Linked DNA regions of Mus musculus: region 2 is linked to region 1. Evidence: chromatin contacts called from public Hi-C data. All regions are on one chromosome and are shown on one strand. Each heading gives the region's core, a stretch centred on a gene start, on an enhancer-like site or on the middle of the called end of the contact. The rest is flanking DNA. Distances are from core to core; before and after follow the strand shown.

What was found. A called contact is a pair of places that touch in the nucleus more often than the background predicts.
Region 2: a contact with region 1 is called in a Hi-C map of cortical neurons, with 4 times the contacts expected there. The contact joins two enhancer-like sites. A contact is called at or near these places in 1 of 484 Hi-C or Micro-C datasets (cortical neurons) and 2 of 9 other capture datasets (adipose tissue and liver).

Annotation. Positions count from the first base shown.
Region 1 is chr6:108,127,992-108,135,237 of GRCm38.p6, forward strand. All of the region lies in intron 7 of Sumf1 (sulfatase modifying factor 1), which reads right to left. Among named protein-coding and RNA genes, the nearest start is that of Sumf1, 54 kb to the right of the region's middle. Within about 2 kb of position 2,955, at least 11 of the 459 cell types and tissues checked have an H3K27ac peak or open chromatin away from gene starts, as enhancers often do. A contact at or near this core is called in cortical neurons, where this site is marked.
Region 2 is chr6:108,500,078-108,507,323 of GRCm38.p6, forward strand. Itpr1 (inositol 1,4,5-trisphosphate receptor 1) reads left to right here. Exons shown (of 62, transcript NM_010585.5): 54 at 5,800-5,975. Among named protein-coding and RNA genes, the nearest start is that of Mir7661, 14 kb to the left of the region's middle. Within about 2 kb of position 4,709, at least 71 of the 459 cell types and tissues checked have an H3K27ac peak or open chromatin away from gene starts, as enhancers often do. A contact at or near this core is called in cortical neurons, where this site is marked.

The sequences.
Region 1 (7,246 bases), core at 1,705-4,204:
TTGAGGTGAAGGAGAAGAGCCATTTCCTTCGTTCTGTTTGTTCTACTCATGCTAGGTCAAAAGGGAAGAGAATCCTTGAAACTTCATCCAAGTTGCTCACACCAGGATGGATGGCACTCCATTGTCTAAAAACCTACAATTTTTGCTTCTGGGATCATGCATAAAATATGGTATTAAACACACTAATTCTACTCACAGAATAAGGAGCATGCAAGTAAACCTAGAGGCTGATACTTATCACATACACACTATATGTAAGTACTGCCTTATGTCTTACATCTGTAAAACGGCCAGTCACTGTAATAAGTTCAATTATTATCATTATTATAAGGTAACCTTATAATGTATCGTTTAAATAAATGTTTAAAAAACAAAGGCTTTATTAACTATTAACAATCATGCCAGCACAGGCATGTGCAGACCCTCAGTCATTTGCCCCATTTTTTTTCAAATAAAGAATTAAGGACGAGACAAGGTGAGAAGCCTACCAAGGTCAGAGGCAGGTCGGGGTCAGGGTTCAAGCCCAGGCCGTCAGGTGGTCTGTGTGGGCTACCTCATATAGCATCGTATTTTTGCCACAAATGACTCAGCTGTTCCAGCTGAGGCACATACGCCTTCCTTTCCAGAGTCTTTTCAGGAAAAGGCCTACAACTCATGAAGAACCATGAGTGACTGGGTCACTGATTTTAAAGGACACTGATTAGCTTCACCTGTCCCACATCCCCACTGGGTTTTTTTTTGGGGGGGGGGGGTGAGTGAGAAAGGCTCACTATATTCCAGGCTAGCCTCAAACATTTTATATATGAAAAACTAGAGAAAGTGGTTATGGGAATGAATGAATACACAGGGGCCGGGGAAGTCATCTGACTGCCCTATTTCAGGCTAGTGTCTGGAATGGGGACTTCGTCTTATAAGACTAAGATCTTAATTTTTGGGCTCTCGGCTAACACCAGGACATCAGAACTCCTGAGCTAAGATCACTGGTGTTGGAGAACTGCTGTAGTAAAATAGCACGTGCTTCCTGCCAGGAGAAAACATGTCTACATGTATACACATTGATGTCAGAAGCGGCATCAGATCCAGGTGTGATGACCCACGTCTGTAATAACAGCAGAGACAGGGCAGGAAGCTTTCAAGTGCCGGACCAGCCTGTAACACAGCAAGTTTATGGCCACATGGGGATATATAATACGACTCCCTCCCCATCAGCAAACAAAAAAAAAAAAAAAAAAAAAAAAAAAAAAAAAGAAAGAAAAAAGCAAGGAAAAGGAAAGGGAGAAGTGAAAGGGAGAGGAGAGAAAAAAGAGGAAAAGGAAGAAGAGGCAGCTACAAGAAACAGAAAAAAAAAAAAGACATACTAGCATTTGCCACCTCATTCTACCTGTATTTCTGGTAGCATAACGCAGGCCCCCTGTCAGCAAGGGCTTTGCTCTGTTCAGCACTTCACCATGAGCGTTCACATCTGAGACTGGGGATGTCAATAGACATGTACTGACTCCATGGCAACCACTCTACACTTAAATATCTGTGGAGTAACTGTCCGCCAGTGATTTGGGATTTGGCAAACAAGGGGAGTAAAGCTCAGAAACAAACCAACAAACAAAAGATGGAAAGGATCACTTTAAAATCTTACTTCTGCACAAAGTCAATTTGGTCTTAAACACACTGCAAAGTAGCCAGAGACATCTGCAGGATGAGCTAGACAGAAGTCAGGGCAGTACTGCAAGGACCTGAACCTGGGACCACAGAGCTCTGACCCTCACTCTTGATCTTGAGGTCCTTCATCTGTTAAGTTCAAGTGCTTCAGAGAGGCCTCGGAGGCCCTGCCTCCACTTCCATTCCATGGGAGCTATGCTCTTAGACGGTGCCTTTACCATACCACACTCTCACTGTCTCCAGAGAAACCGTGTATCCATTCTTCCAAAGATGCCAGAAAAGCAACTACAATCTTCTTTTAAATGCCTCATTCAATGGTTTCAACGCAACTCTGGTAAATGAGCGGTAATTTTAAAAATTAAGGATATGAAGAGTCTAAGTGCTAAAAACCAGTCAGCCTAAATACAGAGGCATTTTCCAGCCATTGCTGAAAGAAAACAAGTCACATGGATATCTGTACCAAGGCAACTGCTTTTCCATTGTCTAACGAAAGCAGTACACTGTTCTGTGACAGTGTCTCCTAAGGTATAGGTGCTCCTTCATGCTCAGAAAGCTGGGCTGATCCTGTACATCCAGGTGTACCCAATCCTAATAGATTTGCACTAACATGTATAGAAATGAGTTTCTGTCATTGTAAACAATACATACATCCTTTTCTAAAAGATTTATCTGATTTATATGAGTACACTGTACCTGTCTTCAGACATACCAGAAGAGGGCATCAGATCCAATTACAGATGGTTGTGAGCCACCATGTGGTTGCTGGGAATTGAATTCAAGACCTTGGGAAGAGCAGTCAGTGCTCCTAACCACTGAGCCATCTCTCCAGCCCATGATGCATACATCTTAAAGAAAGGTGACTTCCAGTTGAACCCAAATGAACCATGGAAATCACAGGGTACCAGCTACACTGACTTAACAACCTGCTCCAAAGTCCATCACTTCTACTTCTCAGAATAAGACTGTGAAAGCCCTGGTCCTGCAAGCCAGGTCAGATAGGGTTCTAAGCATCCCTTAAAGTGGAAATGATGAACCATTCCATTTTCCTAGGGACTCAACACATTCTCATGCAACCCCAGTGCTCTGCCTGATACTTCATCAACAACTTAAGGGAGAATATAACAATTAGCTTATACCAAATGGCATTTTAACTTCGACATTATTTTCAAAGAACTACTTAAAGATTTCTGTGATTTTATTTGGACAGTCTGAAAATGCGTAAGTGCTAAGCGCCCAGTGCTGTGAACTGTCTCACTGGATGAGATGCAGTGTTTACTTCCTGTACTGGGTATGAAGTAGAGGCTGCCCACGGGAAGAAGTGTTATTTATAACTACATGCTAACAGATGGCATAGCTCTTCTCCACATCTCTAAAAGGGTCCAGAAAAAATCTCTTCCATGTATTAGATTTCAGAGTAAGGTGTACGCTTGTAGCTTACAAATATTTCTTTTAAACTTTGATTACATTAAAACACTAGTTATAATTAGCATTTATGACATGCTTACTACACACCAGCTTTACACTAAACATTTTCCTCATAGTACCAGGAAAACCTCTCAAGAGACTGGAAAAAAAGACTATTTCTTTGCTTTTTCTAATTCCTCTTACTTACTTAGTGTTTGTGTGTGCACGTATAGTTGAGCAAGGCGGTGACACAGCCTGGGGTGGTAAAGGCACAGTCTAAGAGACCTCCGAGGCCTCTCGGAAGCACTTGAGCTTAACAAGTGAGCGGCCTCAAGACCAAGAGTGAGGATCGGAGCATTGTGGTCCCAGGTCTGGGTCCTTGCAGTTCTTCCCTGACTTCTGTCTAGCTCATCCTGCAGATGTCTCTGGCTACTTGTGTTTAAGACCAAACTGACTTAGTGCTTTTGTAGACATAAGATTTTTAAGTTATCCATTTGGACAGCACACATGGACGTCAGAGGAAAAACTTCAAGAGTCTGTTTTCTTTCCATCCACAATATAAAGATCAAACTCAGCCTATCAGGCTTGATGACAGCAAGCTGACCCTCTGAGCCATCTCCTCGGCCCAGACTACTATTTCTTCACTAACAGACAAAGAAACTGAGTAAATGCATTAAAACCTGCCTCAGTCTATTCAACTAGTGGGTGGCTACACTGGGATCCATCTTTAAAACTAAATTATTCCAAACATCACGCTATACTGCGTCCCTGCACATGACTAAATAAACATGCATTCCTAAGTGCTTAGGTGTGTTCACTTGCTTTTCAAACATCTCCACTGCATGAATTAAAGATGCTATGTCTACAAACGCCCAAAACTTTACACACAAATGGAACATGAGGAGATTTCTGATAAATGTTGCTAAATAAATGAAATACCAACATTGCTCAGTATCTGGGGAGGATTGGACCCAGGACCTCCTGAGGAACTCAAATCCACATCCTTTATGCAAAACAGAGCAGTGTTGGCATATAACATATACATCTTGCTATGTAGTTGGCATCATCTCAAGATTTCATATAATTTCTGACATCACAGACATTACCCAAATCTCTATCATGCTACATTGTTTGAGAAATAATAAGACCAAAAGGTCTGGGCAGTTTTGGGTACAATTTTTCAGGTTAGTTAATGGAACCCTTAGATGCAGAACTTTTTTGATATCAAGGGCTATCTCCATGAACTCACGCCAGAGTGACGTGTGATGTACGTACACATGTATTAAAAATGGGTCCACAGAACCACGTCAAAAAAAAATCACAGTATAACCTGATTAAGAAGAAAAGATAATTTGACTGTTCTATTTTCTCATCAGGCTTTATTTCAGAGCCTTGAGGGAAAGAACAAATGAGTCACTGTGTGGCAGAGGGAAGGCACTACAAGGAAGATACAGAAATGAAGTGACACACTGCTACTTTATCCTTCATTAACAAGTTAGGTGCCAGAGTTAACAACAACAACAAAATCCAAGAATTTGCCACATCGGTAATTTTAATAGTAACCTAGCAGAAGTAAGAGCTGGAGATGGCAGGAAGGCCAGGATTCTATGCAGAATCATAGACACTGCAGACATAACTTATCCCTCCCCTTTGCTTTTGGAAAGAGGTGCTCATGACACAGCAATTCATGCCTCCTAAATCATCTTGCATATTCTTAACACTTCCTGGACTAACATATGTAGCTTGTGACTCAACATTACTACAAAGAAGTAAGTAGCCCTTTGTATTGTGCATTTGAAATAAAGTCCAGTAAACCTGAACAAGTCTGGGGATTGAAAAAGCTGGAATTGAGTCCTGACTACAAATGAGGCTCAAAGGCCAGGTGAAGTCAGCACATCTCTCCACTCCATGAATTACCATGAAAAATGGTTCTGAGAACACAGACCTTCTTTCACACAGTTAGAAAGATTTTAAGGATATGATGTGCGTACATTCGTGTGTGTGTGTGTGTGTGTGTGTGTCTGTGTAGAAAAAGAGAGGTGGGGGAGGGAATGAAGGAGAGATAGAGATAGGCAGACAGACACATAGACAGATGACAGACAGATGGATGAGTGGGTGGGTGGGTGGGTGGATGGATGGATGGATGGATGGATGGATGGACATAGATGGATAGTGCTACAGCACTTACACAGCTGTGCTTAAGAAAGCACTCTAATTCATGGAAACGAAACTTGCATCAAAACAATGCACACCCACTTTGACTTTGACTTTCATTCTCAATAAAAGTACTACACAACTTTATATGATTTTGTTTAAGCCAAAATACAGGGCTTGGTACATGTATAGTGGTAGACTGCTTGCCCAAGCATGCATGAAGTCTTCGGTTATATCTTCAGCAACACATATACAGCAAATCAAAACCGAGTTCACCATCTTCAGCCACATAGAGGAATAGAAGCTATTAGGTCCAAATGAAGTTCCAATTCCAGACCCCAAAAGGCAGTCCAAATATCCAGAAATGGGCTCAACATGGATGTTGGGAGAATTTCTGGTAGTTACATAAAAGCCAGCATTCCTCAGGAACTTGTGAAATCAGTTCCCTATCAAATGGACTCCTTTGCCTTATCACTGGCTGATGGGACAAATGGCTATTTATGGTGCCTAATAACATATTAAAGCAGACCAGACGCTGGCTTACAGGCTCCCTCAGGACAAGTACCTGCAGCACATTTCAATGTCCAGGCTGGCATCTAGCCCTTCTAACCTCCTCCCCTACCTCACACTCCCTCCCCAGAGCTCCTCATTCTCCTTATAACCCTGCAATTCAGTCTGTCTGTCTATCAATCTATCTTTCTTTCTATCTCTCTCTCCCTCCCTCCCTTTCTCCTCTTCCTTCTTCCCTCTTCCTCCCTCTCTCTCCCTCCTTCCTGCTCCTCTCATTCTGTTTTTTCTACTCCCTGCTGGTCTCCCTTCTCTCAGAGCCCAGGCCAGGTCTCATGGCCATGTTTATTTCTATCTCTTTCTGCTCTGGACTTTCCCAGAAGCCTCTAGCTGTTCTCTCATTCATGTTTCTCTCTCTCTCTCTCTCTCTCTCTCTCTCTCTCTCTCTCTCTCTCTCTCTCTCTCTCATATCTACAACAAAAACCTCCCCTTTAACCATTCCAAGGAGCAATTATGTCATTATGTTATACAGAGGTCAGCCTGGACTGCAAACAATCCTATCTCAAACTTAACAAACAAAACCCCAAAAGGATGAACACAAATCTATAAGCTCACATGGAGGCCTGCTTCTAGCTGAAAGAGATGGCAGCTTTCTGCAATGATTCCACTTCGGCTTGATCAGTACTCAAGGAAAAAAAATGTCCACAAGTATGAGTTGATCATATATAAGAAATTATAAATATATATATATATATATATATATATATATATGTCAGAATCTAACATATGCTAATCTGTGTTGACTTGAGAATAATAAAGCAGAGCTCCACCTGCAAATGTACAACAAAAAGTCAGATCTGACAAAGTGTTGAGGCTATGCTACTATTTAAGGCTCAGTCACAAATGAGACATCTATACCAACAGCCTCTGTCTCCCACACCAATGGCTCAAGAAACATGAGCAAACAGAGGACAGAAGATAGTAAGAGCCAGAGGATGAGAAGAGAGCTGTGAGATGCTGCCTTCTGGATGCGACATACTCATGGACTCACTGTAGACACAAGTTGCCTACATAGGACCAAGTCAACAAGACCTCTCAACATTCTAACAGGAAACACCGACTGAACCCACTGGGTTACTGGTGGGAGTGCTCACATGATGGGATGAGGATTAGGAGTGGCCAGGGGGGATGGAAGAGGGGAGTTTGAAATGAACATGGTCAAGATGCATTATTCACATGTATGAAACTGACTAAGAATTTTTAAAAGGCATTCTATTTTTTAAAAATCCATGTATTAGATTTCAGAGTATAGTGTATGCCACGGAGTGGCATGTTGGGTTGACTGAAATATTGAGAAAAACCATCTACCCACTGAAGTCTCAGGAACAAAGAGATGGTCAAGAGGCCCACAGAGATGGCAAGTCTGGTGGAAACAGTCTGGCCCTCAGTACAGTGCTAAGCTGTCAGCCCACTCACCATCCAAACCAAGATAAGACAAAGCAGCCTCAAGCAAATGACCCAAGAT
Region 2 (7,246 bases), core at 3,459-5,958, 370 kb after region 1:
AAGTAAACTTAAAATTGTTAGAAAGAGGAGGAAGAGCTATTGAGACTGTCAGAAATTGTCTTAAGCCCCATGTCCTACATACAGAGAAAGCATGCATCCAAGAAGTCAGGAGAAACATCTCACCAAGCTAGTTAGGTGCATAGCTGATCTCATAGCATAGATATAAACAGTCAGGCTACTGTATGTTTTCCCATACTGTGCTTCAGAAATGATTTTCAACTAAAGACTAAGAAGCCTCTGGAATGTTTTTTCCCTTTTGCAGGTCAGAGGTAAGGCAAGTCTTGCGACTGTAGCCAGTACTCCTTGAGTGTTTAGTCTGTGGAGAGTTGCCTGCGACCATACGTGGATTTCCCCCACCCATCCTCTCCTTCCAGACGCCCACATGAACCTTCAACATATTTTGATGAAAAAAAGGCAAAGATTAGGACAACACTTATCTACTGGGGACCATCAACTTGATAGCTGGCATTTGAGAGCCATTGGCACTGTGGTGTTCTGGTGGCAGACATGAAAGGCTCCTCTTCTGTTAGCTATTCATGTCCTCTCTCTCTCCTCACCATGTTAGGGACGCAATGGAAGCCCTCATGAGTGCTAGGCAGGTGCTCCAGCATGGGATCTTGTTCCCAGTCCCATGTAGCCCAGTTTCCGGGAAGGTTGGTTTTTAGCTAAGTTTTTCTTTGGAGCTTTTTGGCCCACCAGTTCACCTTTAGATAGAACAACCTGCCTCCTGTATGACACTTAATGGGATAAAGAAGCCCCAGAGTCAGACCCTGGAAAACACTGAGAATATTTGAACTGAATAATACAGTCATAGATCTAAGCAGCACATGTGTAATAAAAGTATACTTAAGGACTTTAAAGTGATAACATGTTGTATAATGCCACACACCCTTTCAAGGACTTAACTTTTCTGTTTGGACTTAACTTACATTGAAGGCACTTTTTGAACGGCCACTTCTTCACCAAAGCACCATCTAAACACAGACCCAGGGTGTGTGTGGGGGGAGGTATGTATGTATGTATGTATGTATGTATGTATGTATTTTCTTTAGATGCCACTTTAGGTAACATGAGGGTTAATATTTGAAAAGATTTGATCAGAACAAAGGGCTACAGTTTTTCTCTGGGGAGTTAGCTCCTTTAACAAAGATTCTAATCAGTGGAGGTGAGAGTAGTCAGGGAGTCAGCACAAACCTCTATTGGTGACTACCCGTTCTCCTTCCAGCTCAAGGACACAAGAAATTACTGTGTTCCTCTCAGCCGATTATCCAGTCATTTCTTTGGCTGAGCTCTCCTCTGCCCTCCACTCCTCTGAAGATATTTCATATAGACATTAATGATTCACCCCAACTGTTTTCTTCGCTATTCGTTTGCACCAGCATCCAGACCAGTGTTTGGGGACAGTGAGTTGACACCCTTCACCTTCAGTATTAGTCTTCATACTGTATAATTCTAGCTATGGGTTTGCTGGCCACTGGTCATGTGACTCCGTGCAGGCCTCTTTGGTTACTCCTTGATGTTTCCTGTATTATAAGATGCTGACAGTGAAGAAGATGTTGAGGCTTTGATGTGGCTTCAGAAATGCCTAGAAGGCACTGACAAAATAGCTTTAGAAGCCTATCTCTTACCAGTCAAATCTGAGACCCCTTGAACGAGGTGATGGCTGAGATCTTTCCAGCTCTATGGTGATACACTTTGGATATGGCGCCCACCTTTATTAGCCTGAAAGTCACAGGGTTTCCTTATCAGACTGTGGATCATGGGCTTCAGAACTTCATAGCAATGGACTTTCTGGAAAGCAGTGTCAGAGCTCCTGGGAATGAAAAGAGGCTGATCTGACCCATGAATCCCCTTTTACTGAAGCGCATTTGTAACATGTGTTCTGGAAATTTTCTGTGCTTAGCACCAACTGTTTTCAGGAAAATGGTTGTTTTCATACTGCTCAGAAAATATATCTGGTTAATTGGTCTGCAAATGCCAGTGTGAGATCAGTATGTGTTAGACTCTGTAGGTGCAGCTTAGTAGTAGGATGCTTGCCAAGCGTGACCAAGACCAGGATTTGAGCTCCAGCACTTCCAAAATAAAATTTTCTGTGTATGTTTGCATCACAGTATCTTTCTAAAAACAGGATTGCTAAAAAGTACCTCTTAGATGTTATAACAATCTAATTTTGTACAGTGCTGTGGTTCTGTGGCTTACATGACCTTTGCAGCCAAGAGCAGCAGTGGCCTTAAAAGCTCCTTTTCAAAAGCATCGTCCCAGCCCACTGAGCCACCTGTCAGAAGCACAGCCCTGGTGCAGAGTCAGATACTGCTCGATCTGTGAGCATGCCACAATGGCTCAAATAAAGACAGTATGGCTCCTTAAACTTTCTTATTATTGAAACGTTTTAACTTACTCATGAGTGGAAGGAACAGCATGACAAACTGCCATGTACATCAGCCCAGCTTGAACAATTAACATTTTGCTAAACTTGTTTCCTCTAGCCCCCCACTGTAATTTTGAAACATTTTAGAGAAGTTTAGACATTTTGTTGTTTTGACCATAAATATTTCAGTGTGCCTCTAACTTATAAGCATATTTTAAAATATATATAACCATCAGGCCATTATCATATGTAACAAAACTAACAGTAAATCTTGTAATAGTCCAAATTCACATTTCTCCAGCTGTCTCCAAGATTTCTTTCTAGACCTAGTCTCCTGGAGTCTAGCACTAGTTTTCAGGACCGAGTTAATAGCATCAAAAGAGCAGGTTCTTACCTTGGCCTCAGGCCTTGGGTGCAAGTGTTGTACCAGCCATATTTATGGTTAAGACATTGAGAATCTTTTAAAAGCCAGGCTTTGTGGAATGGGCTTTCTTTTTTTTTTTTTTCTTTTTTGTTAAATTCCAGCACATAGAAGGCAAAGTCAGGCAGCTCTCTGTGAGTTCAACCCCAAATAGTTCTAAGACAGCCAGAGCTACATAGTGTGGCCATGTAGTGTGGCTACATAGTGTATCCAGAAAAAAGAAATCTATTTAAAAATTTTCAACATTTATGAGCTAAAAGGTAAGCCAGAGAATGGAGGAAGACATCTCCAAAGACTATCTCAATATATCAGGATGTAAATGCAGATTAAAAACACATAAAACACTGTAATAGAAAAACTACCACATTAAAAGAATGGACAAAGTATTTGCTCATATGATTAACAGAAGATCTAAGGATGACAAGTGGGTATGTGAGAAGATAGCCAATATCTAGAGTTATCAGTAAAATACAAATTAGAACAGTGATGTATTTCTATAGACCTGCTAAAATGGCTGAATCACAAGACTGTTAATATCAATGGCTAATGAAAGGCAAAAAAAAAAAAAGTGTGGTTGCTTTGGTTGGAAAGTAGTATGGCAGTATCTCACAAAATTGTACATTCTGTGTAAGAGCCAGCAGTCTACTTCTCTTGTGTTTCTGCAAAAGAAATGATAGCATCATTTCCACTCCAAGATTTGCACTTGAATGGTCTAGTAGCAACATTCCCAGTACCTCTGGGATGACCACAGACATCAATCCACCTAGTGAATGAATAAATAGATTATAAATTGCTGTACATACATAGTGCGGACTATTACTCAGCAGCAAAAACAATGAAGTGGGAGTAGCCACCATGATTCTTTAAGCACTTGTTAGTCACACCCAAGCCTACCTCCCAATACAGTTATTTCTCCATTTTCATGAGAACTGCAAGCGTATAGTAACAGGAAGCACACTGGTGGTATCCGGGAGTGGGGTGAGGCAACACATGAACTGCAGAGACCTCTAGGCAGCCTGTCAGGGTGCTCGTGTTTGTCAGGGTGAGCACATTCTAGGTCTTGATTGTGGCAACAACATCCTGTGATGGTCATATAACAAAAAACTGTCAAAATTCTTGATCCATGCGCACAGTGAGTTACTGCTTTTATTTTAACATTAGCTGAAGACTGTTAACATTAAAGGCATGTACTTCCAGCCGTTTCCTAGGTCACTTCGGATAAAATGCATAAAGACTGGATTGCTTTTAAAGTAGAGGTACTGCACCAACCTAGGTTGCTAGAGTGGGCTGAGTGAACGGTAATTAATGAGAACAGGAGAGACAGCAGGATGTGTGACAGTTGTTACATGTGCACAAAATGCTAATTTGCCCCAAGAAGCCACGTTTTTAGCTTTTATCAACCTTATGTACCTTTGTGCCCATTTCTTTTATTTTCTGTGCATGAGGTATACGTGGTCACATGTGTGTGAGCACACGTGTTTATGCTTGTGTGTGGAGGTTCAATATTAACAATGCGTGTGTTGCCTGACCATTCTCCACTTTGTATATAGAGGCAGGGTCTCTCACTTGAGCCCAAGCTAGTCTACCTAGCTAGCTTGCTCAGGGGATTGCCTGTCTCCACCTCCTACTCAGGAACATTACAGGAGAGCCACCACACCCATCCAACATTTACACAGACAGTGGAGAGAGACCTGAACTGCCACTTTGTGCCCATTTTAACCAGCTTTTCTTCCTTAAGGATGTTGAAAGTGAAGGGGGAAAAGATAAAGGCAAGTGGCTGGCTCTAGGGGGACAGTTGTTGAAGAGAAAATGCCTCAGGTGGCTGTCACTTAGCTGGAGAAAGAGCAGCCACCTGCATAGGTACCTCCTCTTGAGCTGGGCTACACTCCTGGCTATTCTAAAGAAGAAAATCTCCTTTATATAAGTGTCCTGAATCATGTAGCCCTGCTTGTTTACATCCGAGGGAGACTCGGAATGTGACAGCATTTGCAATAGGGGTGTTTTATTTTTTTTAATGAGTGTTTTACAGAACTGTATTTTTAGCCACGTTGGCTCATGTTATGTAACCAAGACATCTCGTGGGACACTCTAAATAGAACCTGAAATAGCAAGAGATGACAAAAACTGGTAGAAGCTCGTTATCTACTGGGTTAATCTAACAGTAGATGATGCTCAAAAGCCGGAAGTCGCCTTCCCCCTTCCCTTGTGAAAATCAAATTGAGCCATGGAACCTGCAGTTTGAATTCACAGGTCTTAAATATAAGTAAGCTTAGGCTTCCAGTTCCTCCTTCCCCTAAAGTGAATTCTGACCTGAGAATGAGTTTTATTTATTGAGTGAGAATCTGGTGTGTCCTCTGTGCCACATACTTTCCTCAAGAGTCTAGATAGAAGACAGACAAGTAAAATGATGGTTAGCAAAAAGCAGCATTTGAGGTTGGGGAAATATTTCAGACAGTAAAAGCACTGGCCACTCTTCCAGAGAACCTGGGTTCAATTCCCAGCACCTTCATGGCAACTTACAACCGTCTGTAACTCCAGTTCCAGGGGATCTGGTGCCCTCATACAGACATACATGTAGGCAAAACATGAGTGGACATCAAAATAAATCTTAAAAAAAGAAGGAAGGGAGGAAAGAAAGAAAATAGTAGTATTTGAGCCAAGAGTGTAGTTCTGTGGGTAGAGCACTTCCCTAGCATACCGGGCCCTATAGGAATAACCAGGAAGTATGGTGGCATAGCGTAGGAGGAAACACTTTGCAAGTTCTTTGTAAGTAGGAATGACTTACCAGAAATAGTAATGGCTCGGCTAAACCCAAAATACACAGGAAGGCCAGAGAATTGGGGGGGGGGGGGTGCATAAGAAACATGAATGACTGGGAATCTAATGAGGTAAAAAAATCAGAACATCGTTTAGAGAAGTGACTGAAGAAAATGTCATTAGACCTGTCTTACTCTGTCACCTAGATGTCATGAAAACACAAATTCCAAAGACGTCTGTATTGTCTTTCCAGGAACACTAGAGCCACACTGGTCAGGCCTTCTGTGGACAGCCATGCTCATCTCTCTGGCCATTGTCATTGCTCTGCCCAAGCCCCACGGCATCCGGGCCTTAATTGCTTCTACAATCCTACGACTGATATTTTCAGTTGGGTTGCAGCCCACACTGTTTCTGCTGGGAGCTTTCAATGTAAGTATGAATCGCTTTGTAGTACAGTTCTCATATATGAGTAAGTAGGAATGCTTTCCATTTTGTCCCTAGCATCTTGACTTTGGTTTTCAATCTAGAAAAAAAATGCTATCAGTCTCCATCTTCCTTTGACCTCTTCAGGGTGAATTGAGTCTCCCGGGGCATCATTTGGGCCTCAACATGACCTTTCCTTGGGAGTATCCCTCTCAAGAGCTAGACAGGGACAGTAGCAGCCATCGAAGTTCAAGTTAGTTTGGTCAGTCTGACCAAAGGTTTGTTTAGACCATAGGTTTTTAGCCAGCAAATCAAACGATCAAATATTAACATAGCACTTGGTTCTCAAAGGGCTCACATAGAAAAGAGGGGAGAGGTTAGAGGGACTGTTCACAAACAGACAGAGCAAGTGGTGAGGGAAGGAGAAAATGACAGGTGACTATTTAGATGTCAGTGGAGTGCTGTCACTATAGTTGAAGGGATGTCCAGGGTCCTTAGGAGATAGTTATGGCTGAGGGAAGGCTATAGGTGGCATGGGACTCCTGCATCTTGGGAATCTCAGAATACCTTCCTTTGGCTTTGGTTTCTATTCTAATCATGTAAGAAAGCTGACGTGAATGTACAAAAATGGAAGTGTCATAGAAAAGTGCGGGCAATACAGAATCGTGTCAGGTATCCCGATCGCTAAAGCGTCAGGGATTCTGGCCAGATAAGCACAGAGAAAGAAAGGCAGCGGGTTTGAAATTGTGTTTTGTTGATTTGGTTTCGGTTTGGTTTGGATTCTTGAAATATTCTTGCTGTAGAGCCCAGCTCAGCCTTGAACTCTCTGTGTCCCAAACTGATCTTACATTGACTATGTAGCCCATGCTGACCTCCAATTCATGATCTTCCTGCCTCAGCCTTCCAGAGTGATAAAATTACAAGCATCTGCCACCACACCTTATGAAACTGTACATGAAAGAATAGAAAAGGTGAGGCCAGGAAGTGCAAGACTCAGGAAAGCATTTTGCTTGTCTTAGGCTTCATAGGCCTAAGTGGAGCAATAGACCAGAGAGCCGTGTTAGGGAGGGGACTAATCCTGGAACACTGAACTCTGGGGTAAGTTCATTGAATGTCTTCCTCCAGGTTCACATGTGTTTCCAGAACATCATTCCATGGTGGTAAATGTTGGGTGAGGAATTAAAATAGAGGGTCAATGGCAAAAATCCATTAAAAGTGTTGTAACTGCAATAAAGACTTAAAGAATAAGCCCAAGACTCTGAGAAAGGGAACCTTCG